Regions from separate parts of the Mus musculus genome. Here region 2 is linked to region 1. A link is a contact called in public HiChIP or PLAC-seq data. All regions are on one chromosome and are shown on one strand. The core of a region is the stretch at or near the end of the contact, and the rest is flanking DNA. Distances in the headings are between cores, read along the strand shown. Region 1 overlaps Gm46609 (predicted gene, 46609). Region 2 has its middle 76 kb from the start of Gm41649.

Evidence for each region. HiChIP or PLAC-seq counts read pairs in DNA pulled down with a chosen protein or histone mark.
Region 2: an H3K27ac HiChIP or PLAC-seq map of embryonic stem cells shows a contact between it and region 1, with 5 read pairs. The contact joins two enhancer-like sites. A contact is called at or near these places in 2 of 484 Hi-C or Micro-C datasets (the HL-1 cell line and embryonic stem cells) and 3 of 115 datasets of contacts at active chromatin or transcription factors (embryonic stem cells and pancreatic cancer cells).

The regions. Positions count from the first base shown.
Region 1 is chr17:87,600,296-87,603,960 of GRCm38.p6, forward strand. It overlaps Gm46609 (predicted gene, 46609), which reads right to left. Exons shown (of 3, transcript NR_169183.1): 3 at 1,988-2,711. Among named protein-coding and RNA genes, the nearest start is that of Gm46609, 11 kb to the right of the region's middle. Within about 2 kb of position 2,081, at least 107 of the 459 cell types and tissues checked have an H3K27ac peak or open chromatin away from gene starts, as enhancers often do. A contact at or near this core is called in embryonic stem cells, where this site is marked.
Region 2 is chr17:87,875,324-87,879,580 of GRCm38.p6, forward strand. No RefSeq gene overlaps it. Among named protein-coding and RNA genes, the nearest start is that of Gm41649, 76 kb to the left of the region's middle. Within about 2 kb of position 2,343, at least 97 of the 459 cell types and tissues checked have an H3K27ac peak or open chromatin away from gene starts, as enhancers often do. A contact at or near this core is called in embryonic stem cells, where this site is marked.

The DNA.
Region 1 (3,665 bases), core at 831-3,330:
GCCATCTCTCCAGCCCATCAGGGGAGGTTTTAAGTGTCCCTAGATACCATGAAAGCAAAGTTTATTATTGGTTCAAACTTTTATATTTTGTTTATTGTGTGTGTGTCCTGCGAATTGTATGGCACAATGCATATCACCACAGGTATGTGCATGTCAGAGGACAGTGGCCTGAAAACTGTACCAAAAGGTCACGGATCGTGCTGAGTGCAGGGTGACCCCAACACATTGGAACAATAAATTCCTCTTACTTTTTGCACTGATTCCTGGCTCCACGTGGTTCACTCAGGGGGTCCCTGGTAAGCTACAGCTCGCCACAGACTTCCAGCAGGAATCATCCTCTCCTTCCACCTTCTGGGTCTTAATGCTCCATGGCCCAACCTTTAACTGCTGAGGCATCTCTGGGCTTTGTTTGAGTTTTAAGACAGAGTTTCCTCTGTTTAGCCCTGGCTGCCCTGGAACTTGCTCTGTTGACCAGGCTGACCTTGAATTCCTGAGTTTTGGGAATAAAGGTGTGTCTTAAATTTTTTAAAAAAGATTTATTTCTTTGTTTTATGTATGTGTGCTCTATCTGCATATAAATGCCTGCATGCCAGAAGAGGGCATCATATCCCTGGAAATGAAATTATAGATGGTCATGTGGATATTGGAAATCTAACCCAGATCCTCTACAAAGAGCAGCCAGTCCTCTTAACTATCAAGCCATCTCTCTAGACCCACCTACCTTCATTCTCGTGAATTGGAACTATACAGCTGAAACCAGTATAAATTTTATCAGTGTCTCTAAAATGCTTGGTTAGCAGGGCATGGTGGTGCACACCTGTAATCCTAGCATTCAGGATGCTGAGGCAGGAGGACTGCTGGAACTTTGAGAACAGTTTGGGCCACATATCAAGACACCATCTTTTATTCTTTAAAAAAAAAAAAAAAAAGCCTAGACATTGGGCTGGGGCTAAGAGTGGCTTTCAGAGGTCCTGAGTTCAATTTCCAGCAACCACATGGTGGCTCACAAACATTTGTAATGGCACATGTACACACACACACAAATTAAAATAAAAAGGCAATAAATATGTTTGGTGACTTTTTTTTTTTTTTTTCGAGACAGGGTTTCTCTGTGTAGCTCTGGCTGTCCCGGAACTCGCTTTGTAGACCAGGCTGGCCTCGAACTCAGAAATCTGCCTGCCTCTGCCTCCCAAGTGCTGGGATTAAAGGCATGCGCCACCACCGCCCGGCTTTTGGTGGCTTTTGTTAATACTCTAGCATAGCATCAGGCAACTTGAAGGTATCTTTTTTGAGATATTTGACCATCCAAGTGCAGCTACATAAATTCTAATCTCTGCTGGGCCCTATCTACAGAAACTGGCACTGCTTTGCTTAGCAACTGTAGGGAAATCTCCTTTGGAGAGATTCTAGGAGTGGTAGGGAACAAGACAATGGAGACTCTCACCACGCCCTGGAGGCCGCAGCCTCACCGGAGAGAACTGCAGAAGATTGCCCGGGAACCTGGAATCCAGGAGGTGGGTGGAGCTGGCAGCCATTGTTCTTTGAACATTCAAGGCCCTGGAACCTAATTTGCTAAACTAGAGCTCAAGACATAGATATCCCTGTTTAAATTCAAAGCCAAAAGACACCCAGAGGTTTTTTGTTGTTGTTGTTGTTGTTTTTTTTTTTTTTTTTTTTTTTTTTTGAGAGTCTTATCCTGTTTCTTAAGCGATGTTCCCGCCATAGGCTTCCTAGGTAGGGGGTCAGAGTCCCCCACCCCTCACCCCCGTGCCTTTCAGCCGCTATACCGCAACATGGCCAGCAGGAGGCAGCACTACATATCAGAAAGGCAGAGAACTACCAACGTAAAAAAATAAGAAGAATTGAAGCCTTTGGAGCAGCTCTCTGGTTTCATAATGTTGTCTGGGGAGGGGGGAGGGGGCGGCTTTGCTTTCTTCTGCTGCCTAAATCTGGGAAACCTAAAGCCAGTTGGGAATAATTCTGCTGCTTTTTGTGATAGAGGAAGCTGATTTATTCCCTCATGCGCATGGGCATGAGCAAAACATGACCACCGTACAAGAAGGGCATGCGCGCGTGTGCTCGAGCCCCCCCCCCCCCCAACACACACACACTTCCTCTTCCTCTGTCTAGAGTTTCTCTTCCCGAGCCACTTTAAATTTGCTCTGTAACGCAAGTCTTGGCTCCCTGTTAAAGGAATGCTAGGGATCAGTGAGTAGGGTAGGGAAAACGTTATTTTCAGGAAATGCCCAACCATCCCAACATACCTACGGTCAATCCTACTTTGAAGGCAGGTCAAGCCAGTATCTGATTTCTGAGTTCCTGATCCAGAAAGACAAGCAGCTCTAACTGCAGGCCCAGTCTCCCTGCCTGGATCCCCCCACCGTGGAATCTCACCGAGCTCCCACTCTTCTCAGTACTAACTGTAGAGACTTTCCAGGCCTGTAGTCAGAGAGCTCGGGGTGACTGTCCAACATAAATGCCAAAGAAGTCCCTGTGCGGGATGCTGTCTTTGCCCTGCCCCAATGGGCATGTCCAAGCTACTGTTTGGAGACTTCGAGTTCACCAGGCCCTCCCTCTGCCCTTTGAACCTTCCTGGAGCCTGTGGCTTTTCTCTGGTTCTTGGATGGTTAAAGGGGCATTTCCATTCCGCCTGCTTTCCTCACCGTTGGCCTCTGTGTCTCAGGTGGCAGGGTGTGGTCCCAGCTAGAGGCCTAAATGAAAAGGAAAGACAAAGAAGAAAAAGAAAAAGAAAAGGAAAAAAGAAAAAAAAAATCCCATTCATCATTCATGACGATCCCACAAATGAATGTGACCATTCACATTTTAACAAGGGGAGCCCCCACACCCCAAGGCATTGAACTGTACATGTACAGTGGACTCCAGCTTTTAGAGACTAAATCAGCTAGTATCTATCTACCCAGAGGGCAGCTGTGGTAGGCTGGCCGGCTGTGGTAGGGCAGCCCTCCGCCAACCACCGTTTCCTTCTCAGCTCATGCAGTGACCTCACTCTCTGGTCTGTTCACAGGCTCTCCCACGAAGCCTTTGAGGTTCGTCAGCTTCGCCTCAGCCGCTCCGAGTGTACACTGGCCTGAGTTCTGGGGAGCTACCTCAGCTCTGGTTTTCTCTCCATCCATGGGCGTGGGGCCCAAGGCCATGATACCTCACTTTTATGGTGCGGATAACACCTTTGTCCTAGGAACTTTCTGGTTCCACCCACTCCTTCCAGTACCTCTCCTTGCTTTTCTCGGGGACATGAATGGACTCCATTGAGCAACGCTGCATGCTGGGAGGGATCACGTCACACTTTATACCTGCTCCTGCTATTCACTTCTCAGTGTGATGTTTATATAAGCACAGACTCAACCGGAACTCCCAGCCATTCGTGGACCCATCTCTTTGGCTTCCACAGGAACCCTGAAGGTAGGAGGGAAGGCTTGCCATTCTGTAAAAGGGCAGGCAGGCTAAAGGAACAGCCAGGCCTTCTCCGCAGAAGAAATAGCCCGGCCAGTATTCACTCATGTGACTTCTATCTGTGACTGAGAAGGCCTTTCCAGGGAAGCTGCAGTCTGTAGTTATAAGCCTGTTTCAGACAACGAATTTGAGGCCAGCCTGGCCTACATGAGATCCTGTCTCACAAAAACAGAGAGGTCTTGAATGCTCAGAAC
Region 2 (4,257 bases), core at 1,093-3,592, 280 kb after region 1:
AGAAGGTGCACCTTTGGGAGGCTGTCCCCTCTTGGATAGGATTGGCAACATTACAAAGGGCTCCTTCACCTACTTCCACCAGCTCTCCAGCAAAAACCTGGTTGGTGCCCTCACCAAACATCAGGGTTGTTAATGGTTGATGTTGAACTACCCAGTGTAAACGGATGGCATGACCCTTCCATGGTATGGTTAAGGGGATGGTTTTTATTGTAGACATAAGGGAGGGAGCATCCAGCGGCATCTGGAAGAATGCAGAGAAGAAGTAGTAGACTGAACATGGCCAGCAGGATGGACCTGGCCAGGAGAGAAGCATGCACACAGAGAGGGAGGAACAGAGAGAGAGGGAGAGTGGGGAAGTGGGGAGGAGGGAGGCAGAGAGAGCCTAGCCAGGTCATAAGGAGGGTGAGGAGCTAGGGAGAGAAGCCCGTGAGCTGGAGGAGTTTAGGGAAGAGGAGGCGGAGAGCTGGGGCGCTAGCATGGCCTGTGATCACAAGCTCTGAACTATGATAACGGTTGATCTGATACGTGGTGGCTAAAGGAAAGTGGGTGGGTAGTGCACACAGTGTGGGCACACCAGGCCAGGTACACACAGCGTGGCCTCACCAGGCCAAGGGATGATCAGAAGAACAGAGAGGGCAAGTATAATACAATGAGCTATTTTGAGAGACCATGAAGAGAGATTACATTCACCTAGCACCCTGTTTACAGTATATTTATCGTGGGCGCGCTCTGTCAGACACATGAGTGCTATTTATCTTTCTATTTGTTGTCAGAAGATCCAGTAGCTTCATTGGCAGCAATCTGTCAGGTAGTCACACTGTCCTTGCCCTTGTGGTCCGACACACATTCTTTTATTCTTCTCTTATCACTAACAGTAACCCTTAGATCATACATCACATACAGTGGAGGGCGGGGGTGGCTGGGTGTAGGAGAGGGAACATATTTCCAGAGACAGCCAGACATATGTTTATGGAATTCCTGTAAGAAGTCGGAGTGAAGAGTTTTGAGAAACCAAAACTGGGAAGCTGAAATCAATGGAGAGGCAAGGTGCAAGGTGAGTAGATAGAGCTGGTCACCTGGGGTAGAGCAGGACCCTGGGGACAGAGCAGGTCACCAGGGCTGGAGGGTGCTACTGTAGGGCTGGCTGCTGCTGACTCACGGTTAGAGGCGGAGCTTCGGAGCTGAGTCTGGCTGCAGAGGAGACAGGCAACAGTGGGGACTGAGCTGAACTGGAAGTCCCTGGTACAGTGGAGAGTTCTCTACTATTTTGTCCCCTGATACACAGAGGATGGTCACCTAACAGACTGTGAGTTGGGGGGAGGGGTATTGTAAGACAGAATTCCTCTTCAGATAAAGGAGCTCTGCCTCAGGACATCCCTGAGCCCGGTGTGTCCAGAGTGCGATTTTAACACACTCACATGCTCCTACAATCCCAGTTCACCTTGACAAGTGTACAGGGTGACACCCTTTCCACACTCAGGGATAAAACCTCCATCAGTCTGTCCTTCAACACTGGTGATGCCACATGCCCGCCAAGGTAGAGCCAACCTTCTCCAAAATGAACTCTCTCAGGGCGAGGCACAGCCCGAAGACCATGGGAGAATCATGCGGGGCAGGTGCGGTCTGCACTCAACAGTATTGTTACAGTGACCCTAGTTCCTGATCAATCTGTGTTGAATTCATTATTGTTTATATATTTAGTGTTTGATTCTTGAGAGAGGGTCTTGCTATGTAGCCCAGGCTCACTACCTAGGACTCACTATGTAGTCCAGGATGTCCTGGAACTCAGGGTAACCCTCTTTGCTTTGCGTTCAGGGTGCTGACATTACACCTTCCTGTGCCTAACTTAAACATTAAACTTTATCATAGGTATGTATTTTTTTTAAAAAACCACAACATATGTACTATCTGTGACATATGTAGTGTCTGAATCCCCGAGGATGAGGGGACTTGTTCCTGTCCATCTCATCTGTGGAATGGTGGGAGGAGCGCCTCCCAGATGATGGAGAGAACTCAAAGCTCAGGAGCTGGATGGCAGTCCTGGTGTAAAACAAGGGCGTCCACCCTCGACGCGACTGCCGGTTGCCTGGGGGAAATACTTGAAAAGAAAAAGTCTGCTTTTTTGGGGCCTGCCTGGGCTTTTGTTAATAAATTTCCAGTAGGGCGCTTCCGCCACTTGCCTTTTTTTAGAGACGTGAAGAAAGGAGAATTGAAAACATTTCCTATGTTGAAATGAAAGGCACTATTTAATCTTGTCACCATCTGCCTTCGCTCCAGGCTGAGAGCCTGCAGGCCTGGCTGCCTGTTTCCTAGCGACAGGACAGACACACCTTCCCCATTAGAGACACAGCAACTGTAGACAATGCCCTTGCTCCCCCGGGACCTGGAGTGTGGCCTGGCTGGCCCTGGACACTTTCCTTCAAGCAAAGAAACCACTCTAGCTTCCTTCTCGCGGGTCACACAGCAGCAGGCCTAGCCTTTAATTAACTCGAGAAGTTCCTGTGTAGTCTTCAGAACCCAGGTTCTCTCTTCCGCTGACGCTTCACTTCTGGGAGATCCACAATGGTGTGTTCTCGGGGCGCATTCTTTCTAGAAGCTCTGAGGGAGGCTCTGAGCTGTGCGGCCTGGGTCTTAACTCCCACTGGCTCCGGCGCTCTCTGACGCCCCCTGGCTTGCAGACAGGGGGCGCCAACTCTCCATCCTCAGGCAGCTTTTCCTTCCTGTGACTGTGTCTTTCCTGTCCCTTCTGGGGACATTCGCGTAGATTTAGGGCACAACCTAATCTGTGTTGTGTGTTCATCACAACAGTCTTATTTAATTACATCGACAGAGTCCTTGATTCTAAATAAGATCACATCCTGAGGTTCCTGGTGCCATAGCCTTTGGGAAGCCAGAAACTAACCCATGGCAGAGGCCTGTCATGTCACCTGCAGCTCTTTTTTTTTTGTGGGAGAAAGGGTCTGATAAGTAAATGAGAAAGGGCATGACCATTCTAGGTATTGTTGTAGAGAGGTTCTTATGGTAGATATGAGGAAGAAGGACCAAGAGAAGACCCAAGAGAGCAAAGATGGCCAAGAGCGGAAGAACCAAGAAAGCACGGCCTAAATGGCAGGTTTATGTAGAAAGGAGAAGCTAGAGGAAGGGTAGTTTAGGGAAGGGGAGGGGAGGGGAGGGGAGGGGAGGGGAGGGGAGGGGAGGGGAGAGTTTAGGGCAGAGAGTAGGGGTAGGGAATGGAGGATGGGGTTGGGGTGGTGAGAAATGCAGAGATACCAGGACTCTAACAGGAGCTTGGTGAGAACAGAGAGCGCCTGGAAGCCTGGGTTGTTAAATAGACACCGCTGTTAGCCATTTGTCCTGAGTTTTGGGGGGAGGAGCTGACAATAAGCTGCTTATTAGGTGGCTTTACCTCTTGACCCATAACTAATGTGTGCATATATTTAAAGCCAAGCTTGGGAGGGCAGGACACTGCCTGTAAATGTAGCCCTAACCCTCACGGCAGGAATCCAGACTGGTCATTGCCTCGAGCAGTGGTTCTCAGCCTTCCTAATGCTGCAACCCTTTAACACAGTTCCTCACGTTGCAGTGCCTCCAACCATAAAGTTATTTTCATTACTACTTCATAACTGTAATTTTGCCACTACTGTGATCATGATCTGACATGCAGGGTATCTGATGTGTGACCCTGTGAAAGGGTCATCTTCTGACGATCTGCCAGCTGAGGGTCAGCCACCCCGTCTAGCTCTGCTATGCCATGGGGGATAAGAACCTGCATAGCTCGAACAGCAGGGCTCCCCTTGGACCCTTCTGCCTTTGTAGCAGCATGGTGATCAGCTGCGTGCCTCACGGGTGATTCAGGCCCACCTGGGAATAGAGACCATGAAAGCTCCTGACCCCTGGCAGGGACCCTCCCTCTGTATAGTGTCCATGTGTTTGTTTTTTAGGATGGTGGGAATTGAACCCACAGTCTCCTGCTTATAAAGCAAATGCTGTCCAGCTGAGCTGTACCCCAGCCCCTCTCCCTCTTGGTCTTCTTGTCTGGATACAAAGCAACCACCTACAGCAGCTGAAACAGACTGAAAGCCTCCAGTCCCCAACTGTCCTCACCAGTGGCTGAAACCTGACCTTCTAAAATCTACTCCTTTTGGCTCAGTACATCAACAGGCTGGGTAGGGTGCAGGCTCTGTATGCTTGACAGCTTATATTTTGTTCCCAGTACCTAAGGTAAATCAAATGCAAAAACAAAAAGAAACCTTCAGG